4 separate regions of the Zea mays genome follow, and all the other regions are linked to region 2. Evidence: chromatin contacts called from public Hi-C data. All regions are on one chromosome and are shown on one strand. Each heading gives the region's core, a stretch centred on a gene start, on an enhancer-like site or on the middle of the called end of the contact. The rest is flanking DNA. Distances are from core to core; before and after follow the strand shown. Region 1 holds the start of LOC100275657. Region 2 holds the start of LOC100191313. Region 3 holds the start of LOC107604626. Region 4 has its middle 73 kb from the start of LOC100501848.

Region 1 (3,434 bases), core at 50-2,549, 330 kb after region 2:
GATGGGACGTGGATTGAGAATTCTGCGTCTACAGCTTTACTATCCCTTCCAACAATTTTGTGCCCTCACTAATTCTCCTACCAGGCCAGGAGCCCCAAGGTATTGGTCTGTCCTGGTTTGTTCGAGCTCGGTAGGGTGTTGGATCAGTGCTGACCTGAGACGTGGAGAAACATCCCGGACTGTAACTTTCCTGAAGGGTTAATTATGATTACTATATGTAAATCAGAACTACTCTCTCGAAGTTGCAAGGCAACTTAGGATTAATTTTAGTGCCTTTTTGTATTCTGAAAAGTTCGAGCTTGTATTTAGTCGAGATTTGAGCTGTAATCCAAAACAAAATAGGCCCCACTCCAACGTTTTATAGCCTTATCGTAGAACGATACAGGACACGTGGACATGAATCTTACTACGGTTATTCCCATCTGGGTTAGTTTGTGAACTTAAATCCTTTGGGATCTCCTGGGGTGAGGAATTTTAGGAGATACTATTTAAATAAGATATTTAATTATTTATGATAGGTTTTTTCTCTTTACCTCTCCTTGTTAGATCTGAGCATAGACCTTCTGATCCAACGAACTTGCTCGAAAAAAAACTGATTAATGCAAATCTGATTAATGCGATGTATGGGTATATGCTAGTGTTTGACCAGTAACCATCCATGGGTTAGGTACAGTTCATCCCAAACCTAATCTAAGCTAAAAAAATCCGACCCAATCTAGAAAAAATCTAACCCGACGTGTTCAATAGAGGCATGGGCTAATCTAACATAACTCGATACTATGCATGAGTTGGACATGAGCCGGATCAAACGATCCAATATTTACACGATCCAATCTTTACTTGACCCGACGTTTGAACGATCCAACCTTTATGTGACCCGACGTTTGAACAAGTCCACACTTTGCTTTCAAACTAGCACTTTAAATCCATTCAATCTCCTTCCATCTATATGAATTAAGATTAAAATGAACATGTAAAGAGTGCTAATAACCTTCCCACGGGACCTTGCAGAATACTAGCAATACCGATTACCGTAGGAGTCGATGAATCTAAAAGTAACCAAAATGTGAAAGCATATAAGCGGGTCCACGGTCCAAAACTCCGAATCAACGAGCCGAAGAACAGCAGAGCAGTCGTAGAAAAAGGATGTGTGGAAGCGGAAAGGGCACTGCATGGAAGCCAGCCTGCGCTGCTTGTGCCCCGGAATCTGATTCCCAAAAAGCACATAGATCGAGCCCACACGGGAATGAATCACTCGAGTGAAGCGTCCATAAAAGATCAGGCTCACAAGTTACAAGTAGTCAAGTACGGCTGCAAGCAAAGCGAAGCACACCAAAGCGAGCATCAAGCAGCGCCTCGCACGCTAATCCCTTCCTTTCCTCTGCTGGCCGCCCTTAACAGCACTCGGTCCTCGCTCTCCCTGCGGCGGCCTTTTTCACACTCTGCACCTCCTCCCCTCCGGCCAGTCGAAACCGTCGCCGCCGCCGCCGGGAGGAGAAGAGCTCCATGGACTACAGGGTGAGTGCGTGCCAACATGAGGGTTTCATGTTATGTCAGTCCTAGCAAAATTGTTGTCGAGAGCTGAAACTCCGAGAGGCAGTTAAGTGACGTGTGCTCTTTACTCTCAGCAGCAGTCCTACTGCATGACCCTGAGGATGAACATCGACTGCAACGGGTGCTACCAGAGGATCAGGAGGGCGCTCCTCCAGATGCGAGGTAAACACTCTAGCCGCCCATCTGCGGTGATGCCTGAAAGGCTGAAACCTCGGTTTGTGAAGCTTCTCTGAACTGAACCTTTTTGGTTTTTTTGCAGAGCTGGAGAAACACCTGATCGACAAGAAGCACGGCCGGGTCGTAGTGTGGGGCGCCTTCAGCCCGCAGGACGTGGCCATCAAGATCAGGAAGCGGACCAACCGCCGCGTCGAGATCCTCGACCTCAGCGAGGCCTCGCCGGCAGCCCCAGAAGGCGGCCCCGACGGCCACATGTCCTGAAGGAACCACGTCACCAATACGTACTCTGGAGAACTGCTTGCTATTCTCTTCACTCTTCACCAAGGCAGGCCCGCCTCAGAGGACGTAACCATATGCCTGCCTGGCATCTTTTACCTTCTTGTAATTTAGGAATCCTGCATCATTTTGTTCTGTAACTGTGAAGGCTTGTTGAAGTAACCAGAAAAAAAATCTAGGTACCGTTCTAAAAGTCCATCTGATGCGACCAGAGAGGCTATGCTCGTTTGCTTTAACTTTACTCAAAACAGGAAAAAATGATCTGTTGAATTTCCTGTCAATTAGTATTGTCCAGTTAAGACATAAACAAGATCTATATAGGAACCAGGAAGCAGCCTCTATCATTATTAATGCCCCAAAGTGTTTACACAATTCATGGTTTCTTGAATCAGGGTCTCCCTCCAAGAATAGATAAACACACGGAGCGAAAACGATCAGTGTATAAACTGTACACAAAAATCTGTATGTGGAGATATAACATTGAAAAGTGTCTTTTTATTATCTATATTGGCATTGTCTTCCAATTGTGAATAAAAAAAAATTGAGAACTTGTATGAAGCTTCCCTTACAATGTGAGGCATTCAGGATCCTCAACAATCTTTGCAAATGTTTGCAGGAATGCTGCCAAATCAGCACCATAGATAATCCTGTGATCAGCAGTAACATTCACCTGAAAAACAAATGGCAGGATCAACCATCTCTGCAGGGAAAATTGGTTGCTATTATGGACCAGGATCGTGGGGGGTTTTTTTTTGCCCCTGTTCTGTGAGTATGATGCCTACCCCACCCCCAAATTGCTCAGCACAAAAGACTTCGTTGTTGTTTTGAGAATAGGATGGTATGGTGTTGTATAAATCTAGAATAGTTCTTATTGACAACAAAAATTATAACACATCATTGGAGATCATTAGTATGTACTTATGTGACAGAAAATAATCAGTGTTAATCACTAGTACTGAATAAGGAGGCCAAGCATTGTAATTACTGATTTATCATGACATGATTGATACCACCAAACAAAACTTTATCACAACACATAATTATGATTTAGTATAAAAACCAACTTAGATACACACAAAAAAAAACTAATCATCACCTTGCTAACATAGAAGTGTGAATCTGAAACCGCAGCAAGCCTACACCGTGCCTCTTACATTCAGGCGCAGTCAGCCAATCCTTGGCTTGCATATATTTGATATTTGAAATGATGTTATGACATAAATTTCACTTACATGTTCTAGGGAACAAGCAGACGGATCACAGATTATTTGGGCTTTAAGGTTTAGCTATGTTAACACCAAATAAATTTCATAACATACTACTGCGGTTTAGCATTTCTAATGAAATGTGCTAAGGAAAATACACAATTGATCTTCACAATTACATGTAAATGCCAGAAATACTAAACATCAGTCAGTAACCAGAGC
Region 2 (3,109 bases), core at 608-3,107:
AGAACTTATAATCTAGAGCAAACTAGTTAGTCAAATTATTTGTGTTGGGCAATTCAACCACCAAAATCATTTAGGAAAAGGTTTGACCCTATTTCCCTTTCAGCGCCGTTGAATTCCCGAGATTGGCTGCTTCGGAGTGTACGACCCTGGTGCACCGGACACTATCCGGTGCGCTAATCTTTAGCACACTCAAGTTCTTTGCTCCATTTCAAATTGAGTCCCTAACTTGATTCTTTTATTGGTTCGTGTTGAACCTAATGCACCTGTAATACATGAATTCTAGAGCAAACTAGTTAGTCCAATTGTTTATGTTGACTATAAACCACCAAGATTAATTATAGAAAATGGTTAACCCTATTTCCCTTTCAAGTGGTTCTACATGAAAAACCCTAGGGGGAACGCACCATAGTTCACCGGTCAGATCTCTGTGTCCAAGCCCGAGTGGAACTTGTCGCGGAGAAGAAGTTCAAGCCAGAAATCGAATACATACTGGATGCCATCGCCAAGCAGTAGAGGCGGGTCTCTTCGGTGTGAGGCTGATACACACCTTCATGTAGCGGCGTCTCCAGCCGATCGCGGCTCGTAGAGGCCGATGTGGCGGTTCATCGACGACAACGACTCCGATCGCCACTCCATCGTGAATCTTGAGAAGGCGGAGGTCATGGCCCATGTCCTATCTATTACAACGGGAGTGACGTCGGATTTCTTGGGAGAGGGGGTCCCTTGTCTTTAAACCACACAAAGTTGAGTGATTTGGTCAGTTTCCCCTTTCTTCCTACTTTCCTCGAGAGATTTGCTTTTGCAAGGGACTCATCGATGGTTGCACTGCAACCTGCTTGGGACCGTCAAAGCCTCCCTTCCTCCTATCCCCGAGGACGCTGCCATCAAGGCCGCACGCCTGACTCGTGCTAGGCTAGGGGGAGCATCTCCCCGTCTACTTATACGGAGGACATGACCTCCACAACCTCTGGTGGGATAGGGCCCCTGCCATCGGTGGCCGTGCGTAGTGTGGTCTCGCTTTTTGTCATGAGTCTTGTGTGATCCTCCAGCGTGTGTAGGCGTACACCCGGTATAGTGTATTGTCCTGTCCTTCCCGGTATGCGGGTTACTGTAGAGACTCCGGTGCTTGGATCCCCCACGACCGGGGTTGACTGGCCTCATAAGGAAAACGGGATACACCAGAGACTGTATGTGGTGACGTACCATCGTATCAAATCATTGATTGTTACATCTCGACACCCCTTCGGTATGCCACGCTCGTGGTCCGAACGTGGTTTGGTGGTGACGCGTCTTGTCACAGCTGACGTGGGTCAGTAGTACTAGATCGTGGCCTCCGTCTTGCAGGGTTGCTCGGTGAGTACTTGGTTGTTCGCTCTGCCTCGTAGGGTTACTCGACAGGGAGTTGGTCAGCTGCTCTGCCTCGCAGGGTCGCTCGACAAGGAGCTGGTCGACCACTCCATCTTGCAGGGTTGCTCGGTGAGGACTTCGTCGGCTGCTCTGCCTCATAGGGTTGCTCGATAGGGAGTTGGTCAGCCGCTCTGCCTCGCAGGGTTGCTCGACAAGGAATTGGTCGACCACCCCGTCTCGCAGGGTTGCTCGGTAAGGACTTGGTCGGCCGCTCCGCCACGTAGAGTTGCTTAGTGAAAGCTTGGTTGGTGGATGAGACGTTAAGAATCTTGGGCCTACTTTAGGCACGCGGTTCCTCGGTACCCGACAAACAAAAAAAGCTATATGTTTTTTTAGCTTTTAGCTAATGAGATGCTAACTAGAAGCTCAAATAATCAGGACCTTCCTAAACACAGCAACAGAAACATATAAATTCGTTAAACTTGAGGACCCTGCCGGCAAAAAATCTCCCTCTCAGTAGGGGCCGGAATAAAAATCTCCTCGCCTTCCTCTCCTACGCCGCCTGACCTCTGCTGTCCGCCTCAACGGTCCAACCCTCCGGTTCGACGTAGGCGCCGGCGGCGAAATGAAGGTCTCCGTGAAGACGCTCAAGGGATCCAGCTTCCATATCGAAGTGGATCCTACCGACAAGGTAGGCAGCCCTTGCGCTCCCGATCTGTCGCTATGGTTCTAGTTGCTGGATGTATTGGCGGGCTGCTTGTTAGGTTCGTTTGGGGTCTAGGATTTGGCTGGTTCCCCTGCGGGGGCGATGAGACATGAGAGTGTTGGAAGCCGCGAGCGAAGCTTCCTTGGATCCAGTCTGTAGGTTGCTGGTTTGGTTCTGGTGGTGCGAGTGTGTAACAGGCTGAACGGAGAGCTGTTGCAGAGTTCGCCTGTGTACTTTCTGGTTTCAGTTTGGGTTCCTTTATGATGTTTTCATACAGGAATCAGATGGCAACGCGAAGTTATCAGGCATTAGTAATTAGTTCATTAGTTGCTCCCTTTATAGTTGGTAGATAGAGCATACGTTGTAGTCAATCTATTATGGCTACCATACATCGCTGTAGGTTGTATGTTCGATTATAAAAGAAAAGGCAACATAATACCTCATTACCTCGTGGGCACGGGCATTGATTAGTTATTGCAGTGTCGGTCTATGCTCAGGAGCCATTCTTGACTTGTTGATGTTAGATCTTATCAGTATAAGCTACTTCCTGCCAGTTTGTTTCTAGGCAGCTTTAGGATGTAATGCTGCATTTTCATCTATTTGGTAATGTGGTTGGAGTGGATCAAATAGGTGCATGCTGTGGCTGCCATAAAACAGAGCTTTTGAAATCTAAATTTTTCAGTATACCTAAGTTCATACAACACAAACCTTAGATGCTATCAACACCCTTTCTCTGGTTATTTCAGCTCTCTAGATAAGAAACTGGTAGCAATGAAGGTTACAGATATAAGGAGTAAATCAATATTACTTGCTTACAATCTACAGTAGAGATTGTAAGGAGATGACATCTCTTTATTTATCAGCTAGGATAAAATGAAGAATCGTCTGATTACTCAGCTCATGTTCTACTGCAATTGTCTCAGATTCACGCCACTTATTTTAACAGTTTGACATGCTAGAAAAAGATTCTGATTGGATCGATAACTAAATGTGTATGTGTGTATGCACCAAGATAAGGCAACACAAGCATGACGTAAACATTGACGGTCTTTCAAA
Region 3 (2,930 bases), core at 424-2,923, 340 kb before region 2:
AATTACATGCAGTAGAAGTAATGAAAGACATGAGGAAGATGATGGCATGCCTACGTCTGAAAACGTCACCTGGCCGGAGGGGGTAGGGTGGGCCAGACCATGTGAACTCTCGTCACCAATCGTAACATGAATGATAATCCCAAGGGGCCCGGACGGGACGGGGACGAGAAATTTGCTGTTTTGCCACTCTCAAATTTGGCTGCCTGTTATTATGCCATCCCGTGTCTATGACTGGTGGGACCGTCTGTGTCTATGATTTGTGGGTCCGATGGCATACTGGCGAAGCCCACAAATGATAATGGCAAAATTGCCAATGGCTCGGACGGGGACACGGGGGTTAGTCTAACACAGACGCGGAATCTTAGGCACATGCAGGGGCGATTAGCCGGACGCGTGTGGTCGCCCTCATGCGACGTGGACCCCATTAGCAAGCAAGCAAGCTTACGCGCTGGGCTATCTAGTTGACATGTAGTACAAGGAGGGCTGGCATGCACGCACGACGCTGGATTTGTTAAGTGCAGTGAGTACCTACTACAAAAACAAAGCTGAGCACGAGAGTGAAGCCACAGCCCATCCGATCCGTTCCATTGTCGTCGTCTTCCAATTTCCAAACGAGCTGAGCGCCCATAAGTTTCCTATTGATTTTGCGTCGCAACAGTACGTTGCACGATCGCGATGCGCCGTCGTCTTTGCGCATTTGGTTTTGCCCGTGTCCTACTCCTAGCTAAGTCCAACTAGTGTCACGGGACGGCTTCGGGATAATGATTGGTTAATTGTTCCCTATAACCAGCTCTATAGGTGGCCTTGCAGTTGTGTGTTTAAGCTGCAACTCGATCAGAGGAGTTGTTGTTGCAAGGGAAGGGATCATGCATGCATGCCCACTCACCTCTTTCTTCAACGCCGGCGCTGGAGCCGCCGCCGGCGCCGGGTTCTTGCCGGACATCAGCGCGGAGGGCGGCGGCGCTGCGACGACGCCCTGGTCCCTGGCCACGCACAGCTGCATGATCCGCTCGGCGGCCTCGGCGGGGTCCCGGCTCTCCTGCATCAGCCGCGCCACGTCGGCCTTGGGCAGGCGCATGCGCAGCCGCACCGCGCCGTCGGCGCCCACCTCCACGGACGACGGCGGCGACGGCGACGGCGACGCGGCGGCGAGGCGCGCGGCGGCGGGCGGCGGCAGGATGGACGACACGTCCGAGACGGTGCGCCGGGACAGCATCAGGCCCTCCAGGCGCTCGCGGGCGCCCACGCGCAGCGCGCCCGACCACGTCTTGCGCGGCGCGCGCGGGTCGTCGCCGTCCCCGGCGCCGCCGCGGGGGATCTGCACCAGGAAGTAGAGCTTCCCGGGCTTGAGCGGCGCGTCGCGGTCCAGCGGGCGCGCGCGCACGCCCAGCCGCCGCACCTCCTCCGACTCCAGGAGCTGGTGGCCCGGGTGGCCGCGCAGCGCCGCGCACGCCGCCGCGGGGGTCTTGTAGCGGAACGTGGCGCCGTCCACCGTCATCACCTTGGCCGCGCGCCGCCTGCCCGCCAGAGCGTTGCCCATGGCGCGGTGGCGTGGCCGCACGCCGCGCGCCCGCAGGCCTTCGGGTGTTGCTTTGCTAGCGACGAGGAGATGCTAGCTGCTGGGGAGGTGGGGTTAATAACGTACGTAGTATAGTACGTGGGGGTTTGGAGGACTAGCTGAGAGAGAGGGAAAGGAAAGAGAGGCGAGCAGGTCAGTTATAAAAGCTTGTCCGCTGCGCTTGGGCCTTGGGGGGCCTCTCCATCGAGTTTGGTGCCAACAAATCTCCATCGTCCTGTCTCTTCCGATGGGCGATGCGGCACAGAAAACGGATGCCCGTGTTTTCTTAACCTCTGCTGATAAATCCGAGCCGTCGGATCTCGATCCAACGATCGACGCAAGTTTCCACACAAATACCGGTTCTCCCGCGCGCCGCGCGTATCTTGGTGCGTGTAAGCCCCTCTCTGGTCAGTCTTGGTTACCTACAACTGCAATGCAACTGCTGGTCCGACCGTTTCTTACTTCCTCCAGGTTTCGAGCAAGATAAGTAGGTTTTCCTTGACCAGTTAATTAACTACGCAAACTAAGATTGATCAAGGCAGATTATTCTAGCTACTAGGCCGTGTCTTCATTTGGTCCAGGTCTCCGTGTGTCGTTGCATTGCATTGCACGCACACCGATGTTTCCTCTGAAAACTTCATTTTATCAGTTTGGTCGCTCGCAAATTTAGCCCCTAAATTTAGCTAGCTTAGCTGACCTCTCGCCTGTTCTGTACGTATATATGCAGCACCTAGCTACCATGCACACAGAATTATACGCGCGGTGGTCGGTTGGTCGGTGCGTATGTTAGGTACGTACTAGACTCTAGAGGTATGAAGAGGATTATGCCCTAGTGTGTACACACACGCATATATGAAACGGCCAGGTTTTTTTTTCTTGCCGCTGTTATTAACTTCCCTTTTTTTCTCATTTGCCTTTCGTGCTTTTTCAGTGCTGGGCCGGTCCCCCGATTTCACCCTTTTTCTTTTCTTTTTTCTTTCTCAGGAACAAGTGACGGCCTTCTTCCAGAAACGATGATGGGAAAACGAGAGAAGATCGAGATCGGGACTGGGCAACTAACCGACCACTACAACGCCCGTATCGCCAACGTCGTAGTACCATGTATCATCGTCCTTTATTGCAATCATCATCAGTCATGATGGAACACGCGCACGGTGTTGTGTGTGCGCGCGCGAATCGCGATATCAACATAATTAGGGCTGATTTGTAGGAGAGAAATCTCCTTACAATTCAATTTTAAATAACAAGGGGATTCCTTCTTATGGATTCCCTCGGAATCCCTTACCACCAAATCAGGCCTTAAGCAGATCTAAAACCATACACACCGGAATAATATATACTAATATAGCAGTACTCACTCTGTTCATAAATA
Region 4 (3,329 bases), core at 300-2,799, 260 kb before region 2:
CCGGACTAGTGGGTAAAGTGTACACCTCTGCGCAGAGTTTGAAACTTATTCGAATAGTCCGTGTCCATTGGTATGGACGAGTTTGGTGTGGTATGGCAATTAGTGTTTTTAAGCTTCGTAAGAAGGGCAAGTGTGTGGGTGTTTTTGGAAATAAAAGTAATACCACGTGAGCGGGAAGCTCAGTGGTGGTTGAGTGTGAAAATGTGCTACTCCTCTCTCTTGGGTAAAACGACAAAAGTATTGCCTTTCTCTGAAAAAGAAAAGAGCGACTTTAACTCCACCATACCAAGCATGTATTGTATAGGTCCCTCCCTCGTTACGGGCGGGATGGGCTTGCAGAATACCTAGTGTATTCACCCAGATTTTATTTATGTTTTTCAGCAGCTGAAGACTTCTTTTCTGCTATGTTCGACTAGAAGGGGGTTGTGTCTGCACCTAGTCTGCCTGTGGCTTGGGCTAGATGATCTTCCATTGTGCTATGTTCCCAGGCTCGCTAGAGCTTGTATTTTGGTATTGTAATAACTATTATTCGAAACTCTATACTATTTGAAGAAATGAATGTATTTACTAGCCTCCTGGGACTAGTGATTGTATCACATTTGAGTCTCAAAGGATCGGGACGCTTCATATGGCTAGAGACATTATGTCTGTTGCTGCCTCAATTACTTCTTGGGAGTCTACTTTCAGTTTGTCTGGCAGGATTCTTGAGGATCGGCAATGACGCTTGAACGTAGAGACAGTGGAGATGTTGGTGTGCATCAAAGATTGGGAGCTAGGCCAACAACGGACACAACATGATATGGTGGACAATGAGTTAGAGGAGTCCTTCAAAGAGATTTGGCTGGATGAAGAAGGTGCTGCTGCCTGAGTTTGAATTGATCTTGTGAGGCTGAGAATGTGAAGTGTAAAGTGTTTCTGAATTCTGATCTGATCTGACACTTTGGCTTGTAATAACTTTAAATATTTTAATTATAAACTGAGCTGGTCGTACTTTTTTTCCTTTCTAGGGTTTCTTACGAGGTGTGAGTTTTACCTAAGAATGTTTTTAATGAGGCGGCATTGCACTAACAGCTCAATATTTGTGTACATTTTATTCAAACTGTGTTGAATGTTGATTGTGCATGTTTTTGTTCAAACTATGTTTTTCTGTTACTCTTCTGGGCCAGGTCTTTTCGGGCTGGCTCGGCCCGAAAAACGGCCCGAAGGGCCGTGCCTAGGCCCCTAGCGAGGCACACAGGACTGTACAGACCCGGTCCGATAGGCCCGTGGGCCTATTCGTGCCATGCCTATTTAGGCCGTGTCTGGTCTGGGCCCGGACCGTGCCGTATCAGGCGGTCCGCTTGCTCATCTATGGATTGATGTGAGAGGCCGTAAAAGATATTCTTTGTATTCCGGATGAAAAAAAAAAATCCACTCCAGCATCCTGCTGCCTGCAGCGTGGCGTGGAGGCGGTCCGTTTGCTGGGAGCGGCTTCAAGCGTACGCGCGTGGCTTGTCCGCTGGCCACGGCCCACAGGAGCGCCATGGCGTGGTTGCGGTGGCAGCCTGAGGAGGCGTTGGCGGCCCAAGCCGAGGAGGCGCTAGCGACCCGATGGAGGCTGAGGCATGGGCGCATGGCCCATGCGGTTAGGTGGAATTTGAGTTTGGGCTGGATTAGGACTGCAAGTCCTTATAAATAGAGACTGTTTTTTTCTTTTTCTTAGAACGCACATTAGAAATTTTAGACTCTAGATTAGATTTATTGGAGAGATTAATCTAGATTTTTCAGGAGATATCAAGGGAGAACTCTCTGGTGCTTTGGAGGAGCACTTTTGTACACAAATTTTGATGATTAAATAATTGATTATGCAATATTAGTGCGGCAATGTTATTCCTCTTTCTTTGTTTGATTAATTGGATTATTAGTTTTGGTTCTAGATTGAATATTTGTTTTCAATGGTGACCGATGTTTTGGCACATCTAGATTATTACTAAGGCATCTATTAACTGATCTACAAAGTTTGAGATATTAATCTTTTCCGGTTATTGTTTAATTTCGAAAGAGTAGCGCTATTTGAAGAAAAGTTTATTCAGCACCGGTTGAGATGGTTTGGTCATGTCCACCGGAATGCCTCAAAGACACCGGTGCATAGAGGCATCATAAGACGGGACAATAATGTGAAGAGATGTAGAAATTGATCAAACTTAACATGGGAGGAAGCAATCAAAAGGGATTTGAAGGAATGAAAAGTTGTGTTTGGATAGAAGTGCTTGGAAAGAAGCTATCCACATGACTGAACCGTGATTATGCCTTTTTTTTCTTTTAGTGCTTCAAAAGCTTTTCTCCTCCCCTTTCTCTTTCTTTATCCTTTTGGTGACATCTTATTGGCTTTCAACTCTAGCATATCCCAACTTGCTTGAGACTAAAAGACTATGTTGATGTTGATGATGATGATGATGTTTAATTTCGAAATTAGATCTAGATTAATTTTCATTACTCTCTGGATCAATGATCTTGTTTCGTTAATAACTTTAGACCAGAATTCCGATCGACGCGATTATAGTTGGGTTAGACATAATTTTATCTAGTTTAATCTGTTACATTTTGAGATCAATCCAAGTTATGGATTTTGGTCGGCAATGTTTTTACTAACGTAACAACAATCTGTTCAGATTTATAAAAGTGCTATATTTTGGTTTTGTGATTAGAAGAAAGTGGCGTAAATATTTTTATGCTTCCGCAATATTTCACCGCCCTGATTGCCTATTTTAACGTCATACGATCCTAAAGATATCTCGACGAAGCATCAGACAGACTAAATTATCAAAATTTTTATTTGCTGAGTCTGAGCTAGAGCATTTGGTGCGTTGTATTTCAGGCAAAGGGTCGCTGAACCCTAAAAAAATGGCTATTGTGGAGCGGTGGCCTACACCAAAGAATTAAGGAGTTGAGGGATATTCTGGGCTTAACAGGATATTGTACAAAGTTTATTAGGCATTACGGATTGATCAGCGAACGCTTATCTGATTTGTTGGAAAAAGGGATTCCATATGTCTGGACTTCAGTTACTGAAACTGCCTCAGCAACTCAAGCAAGCCTTTGGTACATGCTCCAGCGTTAGCCATTCTAGTTTTTTTTTTCAAAGCTTTTTTTTTTTGTCTTGGAGACTGATGCTACTGAAGCGGGTTTTGGTGCTGTACTTATGAAACTGTAGCTTATTTGAGCAAGCCAGTATTTGTTAGGAATTAAGCACTGCCTACTTATGAGGAGTGTATATAACACCAGGAGTTCGTTTTCAGAACTGATCATGAGAGCTTCCTGCATTTGTCTAAGCAAAGAATTACCACTAA

What was found. A called contact is a pair of places that touch in the nucleus more often than the background predicts.
Region 1: a Hi-C map of bundle sheath shows a contact between it and region 2, with 3 times the contacts expected there. The contact joins the promoter of LOC100275657 here to the promoter of LOC100191313 in region 2. A contact is called at or near these places in 11 of 25 Hi-C or Micro-C datasets (bundle sheath, ear, endosperm and 5 more).
Region 3: a Hi-C map of endosperm shows a contact between it and region 2, with 3 times the contacts expected there. The contact joins the promoter of LOC107604626 here to the promoter of LOC100191313 in region 2. A contact is called at or near these places in 7 of 25 Hi-C or Micro-C datasets (bundle sheath, ear, endosperm and 3 more).
Region 4: a Hi-C map of tassel shows a contact between it and region 2, with 4 times the contacts expected there. The contact joins the enhancer-like site here to the promoter of LOC100191313 in region 2. A contact is called at or near these places in 8 of 25 Hi-C or Micro-C datasets (bundle sheath, ear, leaf and 2 more).

What each region holds. Positions count from the first base shown.
Region 1 is chr7:114,614,406-114,617,839 of Zm-B73-REFERENCE-NAM-5.0, forward strand. LOC100275657 reads left to right here and starts at 1,300. Exons shown (of 3, transcript NM_001149692.2): 1 at 1,300-1,518; 2 at 1,632-1,716; 3 at 1,814-2,195. The coding sequence starts at 1,507. The coding sequence ends at 1,992. It overlaps LOC542626 (mismatch binding protein Mus3), which reads left to right. Exons shown (of 21, transcript XM_020541216.2): 21 at 1-517. LOC100285796 (dihydrolipoyllysine-residue acetyltransferase component of pyruvatedehydrogenase complex) reads right to left here. Exons shown (of 6, transcript NM_001158686.3): 6 at 2,474-2,677. The coding sequence ends at 2,573.
Region 2 is chr7:114,286,839-114,289,947 of Zm-B73-REFERENCE-NAM-5.0, forward strand. It overlaps LOC100191313, which reads left to right and starts at 1,858. Exons shown (of 11, transcript NM_001358442.1): 1 at 1,858-2,038. The coding sequence starts at 1,973.
Region 3 is chr7:113,946,136-113,949,065 of Zm-B73-REFERENCE-NAM-5.0, forward strand. LOC107604626 reads right to left here and starts at 1,674. Exons shown (of 2, transcript NM_001323503.1): 1 at 887-1,674. The coding sequence starts at 1,540. It overlaps LOC100501866, which reads left to right and starts at 574. Exons shown (of 2, transcript NM_001196507.2): 1 at 574-1,627; 2 at 2,543-2,827. The coding sequence starts at 875. The coding sequence ends at 2,575.
Region 4 is chr7:114,028,247-114,031,575 of Zm-B73-REFERENCE-NAM-5.0, forward strand. No RefSeq gene overlaps it. Among protein-coding and RNA genes, the nearest start is that of LOC100501848, 73 kb to the right of the region's middle. Within about 2 kb of position 1,550, at least 16 of the 20 cell types and tissues checked have an H3K27ac peak or open chromatin away from gene starts, as enhancers often do. A contact at or near this core is called in bundle sheath, ear, leaf and 1 more, where this site is marked.